Regions from separate parts of the Mus musculus genome. Here region 1 is linked to region 2. The links are chromatin contacts, called in public promoter capture Hi-C maps. All regions are on one chromosome and are shown on one strand. The core of a region is the stretch at or near the end of the contact, and the rest is flanking DNA. Distances in the headings are between cores, read along the strand shown. Region 1 overlaps Itpr1 (inositol 1,4,5-trisphosphate receptor 1). Region 2 overlaps Sumf1 (sulfatase modifying factor 1).

Evidence for each region. Capture Hi-C pulls out chosen DNA fragments and counts their contacts.
Region 1: a contact with region 2 is called in a promoter capture Hi-C map of pancreatic islet. The contact joins two enhancer-like sites. A contact is called at or near these places in 3 of 484 Hi-C or Micro-C datasets (conventional dendritic cells and double positive thymocytes) and 3 of 9 other capture datasets (adipose tissue, liver and pancreatic islet).

What each region holds. Positions count from the first base shown.
Region 1 is chr6:108,230,710-108,237,394 of GRCm38.p6, reverse strand. It overlaps Itpr1 (inositol 1,4,5-trisphosphate receptor 1), which reads right to left. Exons shown (of 62, transcript NM_010585.5): 3 at 310-417. The coding sequence starts at 401. Among named protein-coding and RNA genes, the nearest start is that of Itpr1, 21 kb to the right of the region's middle. Within about 2 kb of position 4,159, at least 63 of the 459 cell types and tissues checked have an H3K27ac peak or open chromatin away from gene starts, as enhancers often do. A contact at or near this core is called in liver and pancreatic islet, where this site is marked.
Region 2 is chr6:108,135,607-108,142,566 of GRCm38.p6, reverse strand. All of the region lies in intron 7 of Sumf1 (sulfatase modifying factor 1), which reads left to right. It also overlaps the pseudogene Rpl36-ps12. Among named protein-coding and RNA genes, the nearest start is that of Sumf1, 46 kb to the left of the region's middle. Within about 2 kb of position 1,261, at least 21 of the 459 cell types and tissues checked have an H3K27ac peak or open chromatin away from gene starts, as enhancers often do. A contact at or near this core is called in liver and pancreatic islet, where this site is marked.

The DNA.
Region 1 (6,685 bases), core at 2,910-5,409, 92 kb before region 2:
TCAATATATTTATTATTCCCTATTCTTTTTTTTAAATTCTCTATTCTTAAGTACGTTCCCTCTTACATAAGAAGAGTAGATTATAATACATTCAAAGTGAATAGAGACCTAACTAAAAAGGTTTTGTTCTTTCGAAACTGACAGAAATGTCTCTGTGTGAAAGGTGAAGTGACTAACGCAGGATTTGCTAACTGTGCTTTCAAGCAGCCTTGGAAAAGCCACTTAATGTGATAACTGTCTTATCTTACACAAATCAGTGTTATGATGTCTTAAACAAACCCCGACGCATCAGGACTTCCATGCTCTTACCCTAAGGTGCTGATAAATCCATTCGTAGATCCCTCCGCATACAGAGAACAAATGTCTCCAATATGTAGGAAACTCGACATTTTGTCAGACATGTCCGTGTTGGAAAGCCTAGACAAAGTAAAACATGCAACACTGTTAGCAGAAGAGACATGATGAGGGGGAAAAAATGTCACTAAGATTTGGCTTAGCTCAATTTCCCCCAGCGCATTACTTAAAATTCAAATTTAAATAGGCGTTTGACAGGCAGGCGATTCCATGAGCCAAGTGAGGACATCTGCAACTACATTCTGTCCTGCATATTAAAGTTCTGGGTATTCCAATCACATTAGCACTGGCTTCTAACAAGGCCACGCCCAGGTCAGATTCAACGCTTTGAGGACCCTTCCCTAATACTGAACTGCCCAGACACCAGGGAACCCAGCCAAGAACTCTGTAGTGATTAAGGAGCTGGGAAGTCTGACGTGTGACACATTAACATATTCAACATGCCTCAGGGAATGGTAAGTCAAAGGAAGCACCTGGTAAAAACTTAGCTCTGGCAAAGCCATGGGGGCTGGGTTAAGGAATCAAAGCAACAAGATGACGTTAATGGAAGGAAACCTGGGACTGAGTGATAATCACAATGCCTCGGAGGCCGATAGCCCACACTCCACACAAATGCTGCATCAGTTTTGCCTTCTCTACCAGGAAACACTCCTGGATGTAGTAAGACCCCTGCCCAGCCAGGTCCAGGCCCAAACATGCCGATTCAGGCACTAATCAATACTAAGATTCCCTGGCTGGGATTAGGTAGAAGTAATTCAAGAAAAATATTCCTCTATTCCAGGAAATCTCTACAAAGCCCAGAAACTATTAAACACACACACACACAATGTATATACAAAAATATTGAAGTGATTCCTAACAACATCTTTCACCCCGGCCATGACCATGGAGGAACAGGAGCCAACTGCAAGCCGTTGAACTGACCTTTAGCAAACGCGCTCAGCTATGAGGAGAGCAGCGGCCCTGGTGGGGCCTGCAGAGCTTCCCTGCGTTTCCTCTGCATCTGGGATGTTGATGCATGAAGTGTTGGGGGTTTCCTCTCAGCCCAGAGCCCTCTGGAAACCTTTCCCCTTCTACTGACTCCAATAAATCATTTACTGCACAGGCCACAAGAGTTGTAATGATGCGGAAGGGGAAAATGTCCTCTCTCCCCTTCAGCTCTTCTCTGGGTGCCAAGTTTTCCTCGGCAGGCAAACTTCTGGAAGCACTCTCCTCCTTCGGCAGGAATGCCAGATGCGGCAAGGAAACCGTTAGGAGAAGCGGCCTGCCTCCCTGACTGTGAGGCGCTACGGGGAAAGCTGCCCACTGCTCTGACAACCCGGACACTTCAGGAGAGACAAAGACTCAGGCTTATTTATAGAAGAGTCAGCAACCGAGAACATAATCAACTCTCAGACAAAGCAACTCCCATCTCCAGATCTGGAGGGAAGATACCCAAGGAGCATGCGGAGGGGCCAAGATGCCAGCTACTGCTCTCTAGAACCCTGTCACTCATACTGCTATTTCTTCCTAAGGCCCTTGTATCTAGAGTCAAACCAATGTTTTGAACAACATGCAAAAAAGAAATACCAATGGAAATCCCTCCACCCCCCAAAAAATGCACTTTAGGTCCTTCTATTTAAAAGCATTATCATAAATGACCAGAAAGTTAACATACTTCTGGGACCAATATTTTCTTTCTTTTGAAAAAGAAAGAGAGGGGGGAAGGGAGGGAGGGGGAGAGAGAGGGAGGGAGGGAGGGAGGGAGGGAGGGAGGGAGGGAGGGAAGGAGAGAAGGAGGGAGGAAGGAAGGAAGGAGAAAAGAAAAGAGAGAGAGGTTATAAACGTTTTGAGATAGCATCATATGACGTAGCCCAGGCTGGCCGTGAACACAAGAGAGACTACTGACTCAGATTCTCTGCCGAGATTAAAGTTGGCACTCTATACCTCACTAGGGATCAAACCCAGAGCTCTATGTATACTGGGCTAGTGCTCTACCTCGGCGCCATCCCCTCCACCCCACATTGTGATAATTTTACATGAAGAGGCCAGAGACCATGTATAATAAAAGCACAAGATGATTGTTTTGCTTCCTCTGCGCTAGGGGATCGAATCTCGGATCTTGATATGCTAAGCCAGTGCTCTGCTATGTAGCTATCTCCCGGCTGTAGGGCTGTAGGACTGGTTATTAGAAAAGAAGTTCTGTTTGACTGACTTCTGAGTCAGGCCAAATTTGTGTCTGTACATACGGGCCTCCCAGAGGACCAACGGGGAGCTGCTGGATGCAGGAGGGCAGGAATGTGCTTAGGCAAGACAAGCAGGGCCAATTCGGAGTGACTAAAGCTCTCCTCCCAGGCCGTATCCTTCTAAAGGGCATTTGGCTCCGATGAAGGCCAAGCCAGACAGCAGCAGCATGATATTGTCCTTCAAATCTACATCCTCTTCTGGGTATCTTACTGAAAGTTTCTCTCACTGTAAAGCAGCAGATACAACCCAGGGTTCTGTAGTAGCAGAGTGTGACATAACCTGTAAGGCCTGGGACATGACAGCAATGGCAAGACATGACAGAATGAGTGAACCTGCAACCTGACAATCACAACAGGTTCCTGGACTTCAGTTGACACTAAGAATCTACAGCAGTCCTATTTGTCCCATCCAGGTTCCAGCCTGACCCCACCCGGCTTAGCTTCTGAGATCAGAGCAGATGAGAAACTCTCTGAGTAGCTTGGAGCTTGAACGCTTCAGCCCCACCATTAAGCTGAATAGCTAACGCCTGTCAAGGACTATCGTGTCCACCTCTGTGCTGAGAATAAGATTGTCTCAGAATCCTCCAGACATGTGGCACGGCGTGACATAGGTCCACCCCTCTTTTGTTGTTGGGGAAACTGAAGAACAGAAAGGTTCACATGTTCATCATAGATAATTAGTCAGACAGGAGGCACAGAGATCTACTGAGTTCTTACATGGGCTTCTTCATCAACAGTAATCCCTGGGAAAATGGAAAATGTCCACTGTTCTTATTCTCTGGGTGGCAGTGGAGAACTGTTCACTTTTAATGTTTTTTTTTAATTTATTCTTCTCTCATACAATACATCCTGCCACACCCTCTCCTCCCTCCACATTTTTTTTCTTTATGGACAATTCTAATTCATTTTTTTCCTACTGCTGAATTCCTCATTTTCCTACCTTAGTCAAATATAACACTTTTGTTAAGTCAGAAGAAAGGGTACGCGTCTTCTTTCTTGCCCATATGCTTATTAAGTAGACAAGATAATTGAACAAGTAACCTTTTGCCATAGTTTATATTTCCCCTGAAAACAGAGGCCAGTACACCCACCACAGTTAATGATCCTCAACTGGGCCATCTGCCAAAGGTCCCAACTTTAAAAAAAAAAAAATTAAGGATCATTAGGGCAGATTCATCCCCAGGGGCATCAGACAGTGATTTGTTTCTTGGATAAGTTGAGTAAGTGAACCACTTCCAGGTCTGGTTGGAAACACCTGGGTCTCCCGCTGCTCTGCCTTTAATGGCACACAGGGATAGGAGAGGGCCAGGAGGAGAGACTCTGAAACAATTATCAGTTGTGTACTGAAAGGGAAAACCGGGGCTAGCAGAGTCAAAACAACAGGCGTTTGGGGCTGGAGGGACTAGGTAGGAAGTAGGCCTGGCAGCAATCATCAGGAAGACTTCCTGTTGTTAGAGAGCTGGGTGGGAGGCCACTTCTTTATCTGATTGAGGACCATTCTGCCTGTATGCCTCTACCAGCCACACGCAGGGCTCCCAGTAGTCCTCAAACACAATGACCCGGTCACTGTGAGAAAAACAGAGCAGGTACCAACCTGCCATGCTGTCCTAACTGTGTCATAACTGCAGCTCCCAACACTACAAGGACACCCAGGGCTCCATGCCAACAGCTCTACAAAACAGGCTTAGTAGTCGACTAAGTCGACCTATGACTCCATCCTGACTCTCTATGTGTAAGGTATTTTTGTATGCTAAGCCCACCAAGACTTCTCGGCTGATGTGGACCTCTGTACATATCTCTACACTGGGGATAGACTTCAGAGACATGTCATAGGGAAGGGATGAGGCCATGAATGCAAAGTGCCTGAGACACGAGCTGACATGCTTTCAGCGTTCACTGCTAGCTCTTTTCTTCAGTTAAAAGATAAAGACTAATTCTGAAAGAATCTAAGATCTCGACCTCCATGAAGGGGGGGGGGGGTTCCTCTGTAATAAAATGTCAGCTAGGCGTTGCCACAAATGACCTCCTGTAAGACCTGTGATGATCCATTTTACTTTAGGGAAAGATAATTATCCTTCCTAATTCCTCTACTGGGAAAAAGCTGAACGGTACAGAACGACTCTCAACTCCCAATCATGAGGCCCGCAGGCCTTTCTGAAGGCACAGAACTATAGACTGAATACACACAGTGGCTTGAACCACTGGCTAAGCATGTCATCATGCATGTCTCTTGTGCACTGCTGGAATCCAGCAAAAAAAAAAAAAAAAAAGTCTCCTCTGGAAGCTCACAGCTCCTGCTTAAGTACACAGCAATTACTGCTGTCCCCACAGGGAGGCAGCCACCTCCCAAAACTTTTCCTTCTCACCTGTCTTCTGAAGTTTCAAAGGCTTCTAAATCTGTGAGGGCTGCATAGCTCTCTCACAATGGCTTACCACTTTCCTTCCACTCTGACACAGTATGGTCTCCAAAGCTCAGCGTACAGGAAGACAGAAGGCTCCGGGCTCAAAGCACCAGCACTGACTCCCAGTTCTGCGAGTTACTCAGTGTAGGAATTCACAACTTCCCTAAACCCTGCTGTCCCCCGCTCTACACTATATACATCTTGAGGTTTGGGTACATGACTGTGACAAGCACCAGCAATGCCCCTGGTATAAAGCTGTGTCACCATCTCTATGACCTACAAGCGCCACCACCCATCACCACCCCCGGCTGATTGCTGCCTAAGGCACCTGTCAGAACAGGATTTTTCCAGAATAGCTGGCCAGAGTAGAGGATAGCTGCCCTGGTGCTTCTGCACACTGCGGCCACAGCAGCCAGATGGAGTTCCCACCCCCTGTGTCCGAGCTTCTCACTGCCTAAGAAATGGGTAAAGAAAAGGGGGTGTTTGGCTGCACTCCTAGGGACAGGGCAAGAACAAACACACAAACACAGAGATCTACTCTAAGAACAGAGCAGAGGGAGTGGCACTCAGTGTCCATGTTGTTCTCTGCCTCCCAGATACTCTCTGTGTGCTCTGCTGGCCCCTTTGCCTAACTAGGATCTCCACAGATCTGTCACTGGCAACAGCATCTAGGGTTCTGCTCCTGGTTGCCCACAGCATCATCACAAGCTTTACGGCATTCACAGTCACCTGCCTAGCTTCAGTGAAAGCAAGCCCTTCGGCTCTCAGTTCAATCATTATTCCCACGATCACTGGGTGAAGACAAATCCTTCTGCAACTTCCACAAACTCTGCCTGTGAGATCTTCTCTCCTCAGCTTGCTTCTGTCACAAGCTCACATCTATCGGTGTGATGCTTGTCTGACACCCTTGAGGGATAGGCAATTCTAGAGCTCTGCTCTCTACACAACTGTATCTCCAACAGCAATGCCTTGCATACAGTAGGTGCTCACAGAATAAGAGTAGGTGCTGTCAGATGAAAGACTGAAGAGCTTGGCTTGAACATCCACTCCTCGTGATTTTAAATCTCAACATTACTAAGCCCTTCATTTCTCCTAACCTCGCCTCGCTTCCGTCAGTCTCAGCCAGCTTCATTTCTTTTTTTCCCCATTTTCACTTGTGTGTAAGCCTGTGGGGTGTGTGTGTGTGTACATAAGTTTGAGTATGTGGGAGCACTGTGAGGGCACACATATGCATGTGTGTACACATCCACAGATGAGGTTGACGTCAGGAATCACCATCAAGCCCAGAGTCTCCAGGATGTCTAGTCTCACAAGCTGTGCCCAGGGATCTTCTGTCTCTATCTTTCAAGGCTGCAGTTGTAGGCAGGTGGCTATGTGGGCTCCAGGAACCTGAACTGCCATCCGTACCTCCGAATGGCAAGCACTTTAACTACTAAGCTATCTCCCCAGTCCCAAATACCATTTTTCAACTTATTTTTTTATTAATATGCATGTATGTGTGACAGCTTGTCCGCATGTGTGCTACATGCGTTTAGTGCCCTCAGAGACCAGGAAAGGGCAATGAATCCTCTAGGGCTGAGTTCCTGGCAGTCATGAGCTGCCATGTGGGTGCTGGAACTGAAACTGGGTTTTCTGCCAGAGCAGCAAGTACTCTAACCACAAAGCCATCCCTCCACCCCATATTTCATTTCTTTCTTTTTTTTT
Region 2 (6,960 bases), core at 12-2,511:
TTCCACTCAGATTCATGCATACTCCCTCTCCCTCCCCCTCCTCCTCCCCCTCCCCCTCAGATATTATTGCACAGCTCAGTCTGTCTTAGAGCTCACTATATAGCCCAGGCTGACCCAGTATACGTGTCTCTGAATGGCTTCTTACTGTCTGCAAAATAAAGAAATAAATATGACTCTGAAAGCCAAAAAATGGTTTGGTCTTTGCTGATCTCTTCTTCAGACACAACTTTCAGTTCCTTTTAAAACCTTTAACTATGAAATGTTACATGAGCCCAGAGAAATACAGAAAGAAATAAGATAATTGGAACCTCTGTAGCTGTTTTTCTCTCTTTTTAATCAAAGAAAGAGGATAAAAGAGCAAGAGTTGTTTTTATCAGCACTTGGTGTTGTCAGTGTTTGACACTTCACTGCCCTGGTTAGTGTTTACTGCTCTTTTACTGTGGTTTTCAGTCATTTAAAGTATTTTTTACTCTTATTCTGTATGTGCAAGTACTGTACCTGCATGTATGTATGTGCACCAAGTGTGTGAGTTGTGCACATGGAGGTCAGAAGGGGGCATCAGATCACCTGGAACTGGAGGTAGAGACTGCTGAAAGTTATGTGAGTGCTGGGACTCAAGCCCCTGCGCTCTGGACGAGGGTAGAGCATAACTGGTGACCTGTCTCTCTGCCCCACAGTCGGCAGTTTGCAGTCTGGACACAGGGTAAGAAACATCTGGCTATCTCTTGTTCTTGATGTTCGGCCATGTCTTGTTTTCATATGGACATAGTTATTTCTGGCTGAATTCCAGACATATCTTGTGGGAAACCGAGGTGAGGTTTTGAGTTCTAGCTGGTGCAGTCTTTCTCTAGAGTCTTTACCTTTGTCTTTGTGTCACATCAGCCTAACCAGTTAGGATCTGAAGTGTATGAAGCTGAGCTTTCGTCCCTCTCAAGCCCATTGCCAGTTCTCCTTGACTCTTCAGGGTACCAACTGAGAGACTAGGGGATGGATTCACCATGGAGACTCCTTGGAGGGCTCTGAACTCCAAATTTTGTTTTCTTAGGCTGTGAATGGGTTGAAAGGTATTCAGCATCTGCTGCCATTTGAATCAGCAGATCCCTAGGGGATTTTCCTGGGATTTGGGCTCTGTGATTCTTACAGCTGTGGAGGCTCACCTGACTTGACCAATTCCTATTTTTCTGTGAGGGCCTAACTTGTTTGCCTTTCTTCCCTAATGGCTTATGTATCATTAGTGCTTGGCACAGAACCTGGAGTATAACCATTAATTTCACAGTAATGCCAGTTCCAGACATTTAGACCTGGAACACTCAAGTCGCTGTCCAAATTCCAGGTGGGTCAAAAGCAAAGTTAGAAATAGACATCTTCATGGAGAGTTTTGACCCCGAGTGCCTATGTAAACATTTTATCTCAGAACCTGACCTCTTTAGTGCCCCGTGCTCATGCTAGCCCCAGAACTGGCTTATAGCAAATAGTTTTAAAAACTGCATTGGAGAGCTGGGGGAAAAGTCAACTTTCCTCATGCACAGGTTATTCAGGACATATCTTTTTCTTATTCAGTGGCTTCTACAGAGCAAAAGTTAATCATTAGTTTTTATTTTATTGAGCTGTCATCTATGGCAAAGCAGTCTGTAGAAACAGCCTGGCATACTTTGTACACAAAGTTCTAAGAGTAAATGAGATATTTGGCCACGTGCCATGAGGATCAGTTCAGTTTGCTTTTTTTGTGTGTGCATCTGCCCATCTCTCAGTCCATAGAGCACCCATAAAGACAACCCAAAGTGTGGACATTTGCTTTGATGTATCTTTTTTTTTTTTTTTTAAATAAAGATTTATTTATTTGTTATGTGTAAGTACACTGTAGCTGTCTTCAGACACTCCAGAAGAGGGCATCAGATTTCGTTACTGATAGTGGTGAGCCACCATGTAGTTGCTGGGATTTGAACTCAGGATCTTTGGAAAAGCAGTCGGCGCACTTAACCACTGAGCTATCTCGCCAGCCCACTTTGATATATCTTAACTACATAAAATATTCAAGTTAAAAAATTTATTTGTTGCCCGGCCGCCATCGGAGAGCATCAGCCATGGCTCTGCGCTACCCCATGGCCGTAGGCCTCAACAAGGGCCACAAGGTGACGAAAAACGTCAGTAAGCCGAGACACAGCCGGCGACGCGGGCGCCTCACCAAACACACCAAGTTCGTGCGGGACATGATCCGGGAGGTGTGCGACTTCGCACCCTACGAGCGGCGAGCCATGGAGTTGCTCAAAGTGTCCAAGGACAAGCGCGCACTCAAGTTCATCAAGAAGAGGGTGGGCACGCACATCCGCGCCAAGAGAAAGCGGGAGGAGCTGAGCAACGTGCTGGCAGCCATGAGGAAGGCAGCGGCCAAGAAGGATTGATGAACCCTCCCCCAATAAAAGATGGTTCCTACAAAAAAAAAAAAATTTATTTGTATTTTTTCTTTCTCATTTGCTTACATCTGGGCCCCATATCATCTGTGCCATTATATAGTGCATTCAAAAAAAAATGTAGACCTAAGAAAAGGTAAGCGATTATTTAATGTTCTGATTTCCTATGCTTGCTGCATCACTATGGCTACCATGATGCTATGTCGCTGGTGATGTGATGGGATAGTATGATTTATAGTATCCTTCTGGTTCTAAGAGAAACACAGTTGTATCTAAACAGGCTGCTTGTTTGCTTGTTTGTTCTGCAACATGGGACAGGATCTTATTCTGTAGCTCAGACTGGCCTTAAACAGAAATCCTTCAGCCTCTGCTGCAATTTTAGGAGTGTATATCATGTCTGGTCTGGGTCAGACAGCTATCTGTCCTCCTGCCGTGCTCCCAGCGAGAGTTCTAGTCTTGGAACTATCCAGAGTGATTTGTGTTTTTCTAACTCGGCAACAATGGAATGCATATTAACTCGAGTGCACCTGAGCCTCTCTCTGTGTGAGTTGGAAATAGGTGTGCACACCTGATGAGATCGCTGGCAGATCAGGCATCTTACTGTGAGGAGACCCTTTCCATTCCTCTGTCTCAAAGTATTGTTTTCTTCTTGTTGTGGTTTGCCTGTCTAGTTAGAATGCTACCTGCTCCTGTCGGCTGAGATAATGAGCTTAGCCTGTGCCAGCAAAGGGGAAGAAAATTATAATTGAGAACACTGCTTGCTTACTCTTCTCGCCCTCTTCGCTTTGGTTGGTGCAGTGCTTGGTCATCCTTACTTACAAACCTTGCTCATGCTTCCATGCTGTTATAGTCCAGACACCTTCATCCTCTCCTGCCTGCCAAGGCTTAGCTAGACATCTGTCAGCTTGCTTTCAACATGGGTTTTGACCATATATCGTACTGTATAGTTCCAGACAGTTGCGAAGTGTGTGTCTTTTCTCTCGCCTGTTTTGATGTCCTAGGGAATTGATCAGGGAGGCTCTAAGCTCATCCTTTCCGCCTTCTGTGGCACATGGAGTGTTTGTTGTTTGCTTGTTTTTATGGACTCCTCTCTGAACCCTTACCTCTCTGCACATGGTGGACTAAGTAAATTGGCACACACACCAACCAGTCTTCTGGTCTGAGAGCAGCATGGTAATGGGTAGTAACCGTGCTGACTTACTGCCTCTGCCCAGATACTTCTTCCGCATTGCTTGGTTGTGCTTAGGGTTCAGACTGGCTTTCCTTTGTAAGTCCTAAAGCTATGCTTGATTTAGGTTCTACTTGCTATGCTAGATGTCTCTCATCCATAAACCCCTCTGCGGCCTTCTACCACTGCACGTAGAACAAAGACCGCATGCTGCTGGCTGGCTGTCCCTCTCTGTCTGTACGATGCCTTCATAGGCATGTTCATTCATCAAGCATATACTTAGTGCCTAGTCTATACTAGAACCAGGAAGTTGCTTTGGAATTTTTACCTGCTAGAAGACCTTTGGTCATGTGTCCTTTGTGAGGATCTTCTGAGGTATGAGAGTTCAAAGTGGAAAAAGTGTGGTTGTTTCTAGCGGTTGACAGCTAATGTGACTACAAATATGCTTAATGAGTGCCAAGGACAATGCAAAGTGGTTGTACTGTTGGCTTCTCCAGACTTTCAAAAAATAATTTTCTGAATGTGGAAGGACATATGGGAGGGAGGGTTTGGAGGAATGGAAAGAAAGAGAGAAATGTTGTCATTAAATTATAATCTCAAAAATGAAATAAAAATATAATTTTAACTTTGTCCTAGTAGAAGCTGGAAGTCTTTCTGGAGGAAGTCCTTGTGGGTACCCACTGCTGTTTGCAATTCTGGGTAGAGCTTTTCCTACAGCACACAAGAACTACTGAGGCAGAGAAGTCAGTGTGGATGATGTCTACAGTTCCAGTGTCTGGCACCTTTGACGGCATTTGCAAACGTGTTCTGGGGGCGGGTGGGTGTTCTCAAGTGAAAGTGACCACCAGTTCTAGTGCTGAGATGACATTTGTTTCCATCTTCATAATAAACACTTTCTCAGAAGCCCCTGGTGCAACTTCCTGAGCAGGGAGTGGGATACTATATAGTGTCCTCCCCGCCTTCTTCGTTAGGGAATTCAGTCATGCAGGACTCACTGATAACCCTGAAAGCTGAAGACACTCCTGGCCAGCAGGAACTCCAACGCCTGGGGCAGAAAGTTGCTTTATGGAAAGGTGCTGTGTCCAGCCAAACACTCCCTGAGAGTATTTAACTCCTTGGTTTTTATTCTGCTCTCTCCTGACCTGGAAGCTTTTCAAGGTCCTGAAGGTCCCCATAGCATTTGCCTCTTAGTCTTCGTTTTTCTGGGTAAGTATCCCCTTTTATTCTATTATATCTGATATAACTTACAATTCAGGGCAATTCTGTTACTTTCTTCCGAACCACATCAGTGGCAGAATGTCCAGAGCACGTGCCAAAGCACACTGATGCTTGGAGCTTGAAGGATTTAAATTTTGGACCGTGGGAAATTTATGTATACGTTTTGCACTATCTCAAGGGTAGAATCCAAGTGTGCATATGAAATGCTTCCATATCATACATAGCTTACATAAGAGCCTGAAGGTGATTTTAAATACTATTTTGAATAAATTTGTATATGAAACAGCTTATGCAATTGAACCATCAGACTTTCAGTATACTGATATTTGAAAAAAAAAAATATCTTTTAAACCTCAGGGCAGCTCTGTGTAGAAGTGTTCAGCTTGTAGCAGCTTTCCTTTCCAGTAGAGCTGGCTGTTTGTACGTGAAGAGGACACTGAACAGAGAGCTGAAGCAAGAGCTCTGGAGCACCAGTCAGCCCACATTGGCACAGTTCTCTCTGGGTTACGGAGCTGTCCTTGCTGTGGGGGTTGACAGACACAGGGACGCAGTAGACACAGGGACACAGTAGCCAGGCCCTGTTGTCAAGAAGGTTCTTTGGAGGAAAGCCTTGGAAAATCCAGGTCCACTGTGACAAGACTTCCTGTGTGTGTGTAACGTGGAAGAACTGTTTGTTCTTCACTGTGGGAGCTGTGACGGCATCTCAAGAAGAAGCACATCAAATGATGGCAGCACATCACCCTGCTACATCAGTGGGATCCAAAGAGCAGAATGGCAGGGCCGGGCTTTTTAAGGAATTTAGAAGCAAAGTTCCCCTACCACAACCACACTCATGGTTTACAGTTCCTCTGGTCCTTGGAGCCATTGTTTTCAGTTTACCCTCATCCTGAAACACAGTACCTTAGCTCTCCCCCATGGGTGGACATACTTGTTTCCTCTCTCTCCTCTTCTGGCTTTGTATCACTACCCCATTATGGGAGAACTAGAAATGAACATAGATTTCTTTTGGTTAACTAGTTAGGGGCTTTAGAAAGTGACTCACAATTTATGTTTCTTCCTTCCATCTACTTAAAGGGCTTTTATGAGCTCTGTCTTTTATAGTGTATGACACCTGATTGGGCCAGCAATGTTGACTGAGAAGAGCAGGGTTTGCCAGTGGGTGCTTTGTTGTTCTCAGTAATGCGCTTTCTGTTGTACTCAGTAATGACTGTAGTTAAGCAATGGAATAGAGGTCAGAAGCTGTGTCTCCATTTGTAGTTTAAAATGCTACAAGGCCAGAGGTGAGTCATCTCACCCTTGTTGGGCTTACTAGTCCTTCATCTGTTGTCCTGGTTGGTTTTGTCAGCTTGACAAAAAGCTAGAATTTCCTGGAAAGAGAAACTCCAATTGAGAAATGTCTCCATCAGATTGGCTTTAGGCCAGCTGATAGGATGGAAATCTTTCTAATTGATGATTAATGTGGAAGGGCCCAGCTCCCTGGGGCTGGCAGCACCCTGGGCAGGGAGACCTGGGCTGTAAAAGAAAGCAGACTGAGTGGGCCATGGGGACAAGGCAGTGAGCAGCATTCCTCTGCTGCAGGTCTTCCCTTGAGTTTGTACCCTGACTTCCCTTGGTGATGTATATGACTTGAGAGTTATGAGTGAAACCAGCCCTTTCTTCCTCAGGTTGCTTTTGGTCACAGTGTTTTATCACAGCAGTGGAAAGCCTGACTAAGATGTCTGTAAATTGCATTAAGGATGTAGCAAGTTGTTCTCAGGGAACAGGCAAAGTGGGCAACTATTGCTTGCTTTTGACTGGGAGAGTAGAGGACCACTGAAGATGGTACAGCTGATCGTCTAGCAGTTGGCAGGATAGCTTGTAAATGATTTAAATGGAGGGCTGCATACAGGTATCACCGGGTGATGTAATAGTTTTGGGACAAGAGGATGAAATCCTTTGATTCTGCTTCCTGTTCTGTGAGAGAAAATGAACAAAAATTTCAACATCGTGTCCTTGTATTAAAAAGAAAGACTAGTGCTGCTGAGCCCCATGCCTGTAGCATAGTCAGCACTCAGCAAATGCACTCACAAATGAGAGCTAATTACCATTTCTGAGTACCCCTGAGTGGGAGTGTTTTCTTTTTGCCAGTTCTTCTCCTCAGAAACACCTTTTGTTTAATAGGCC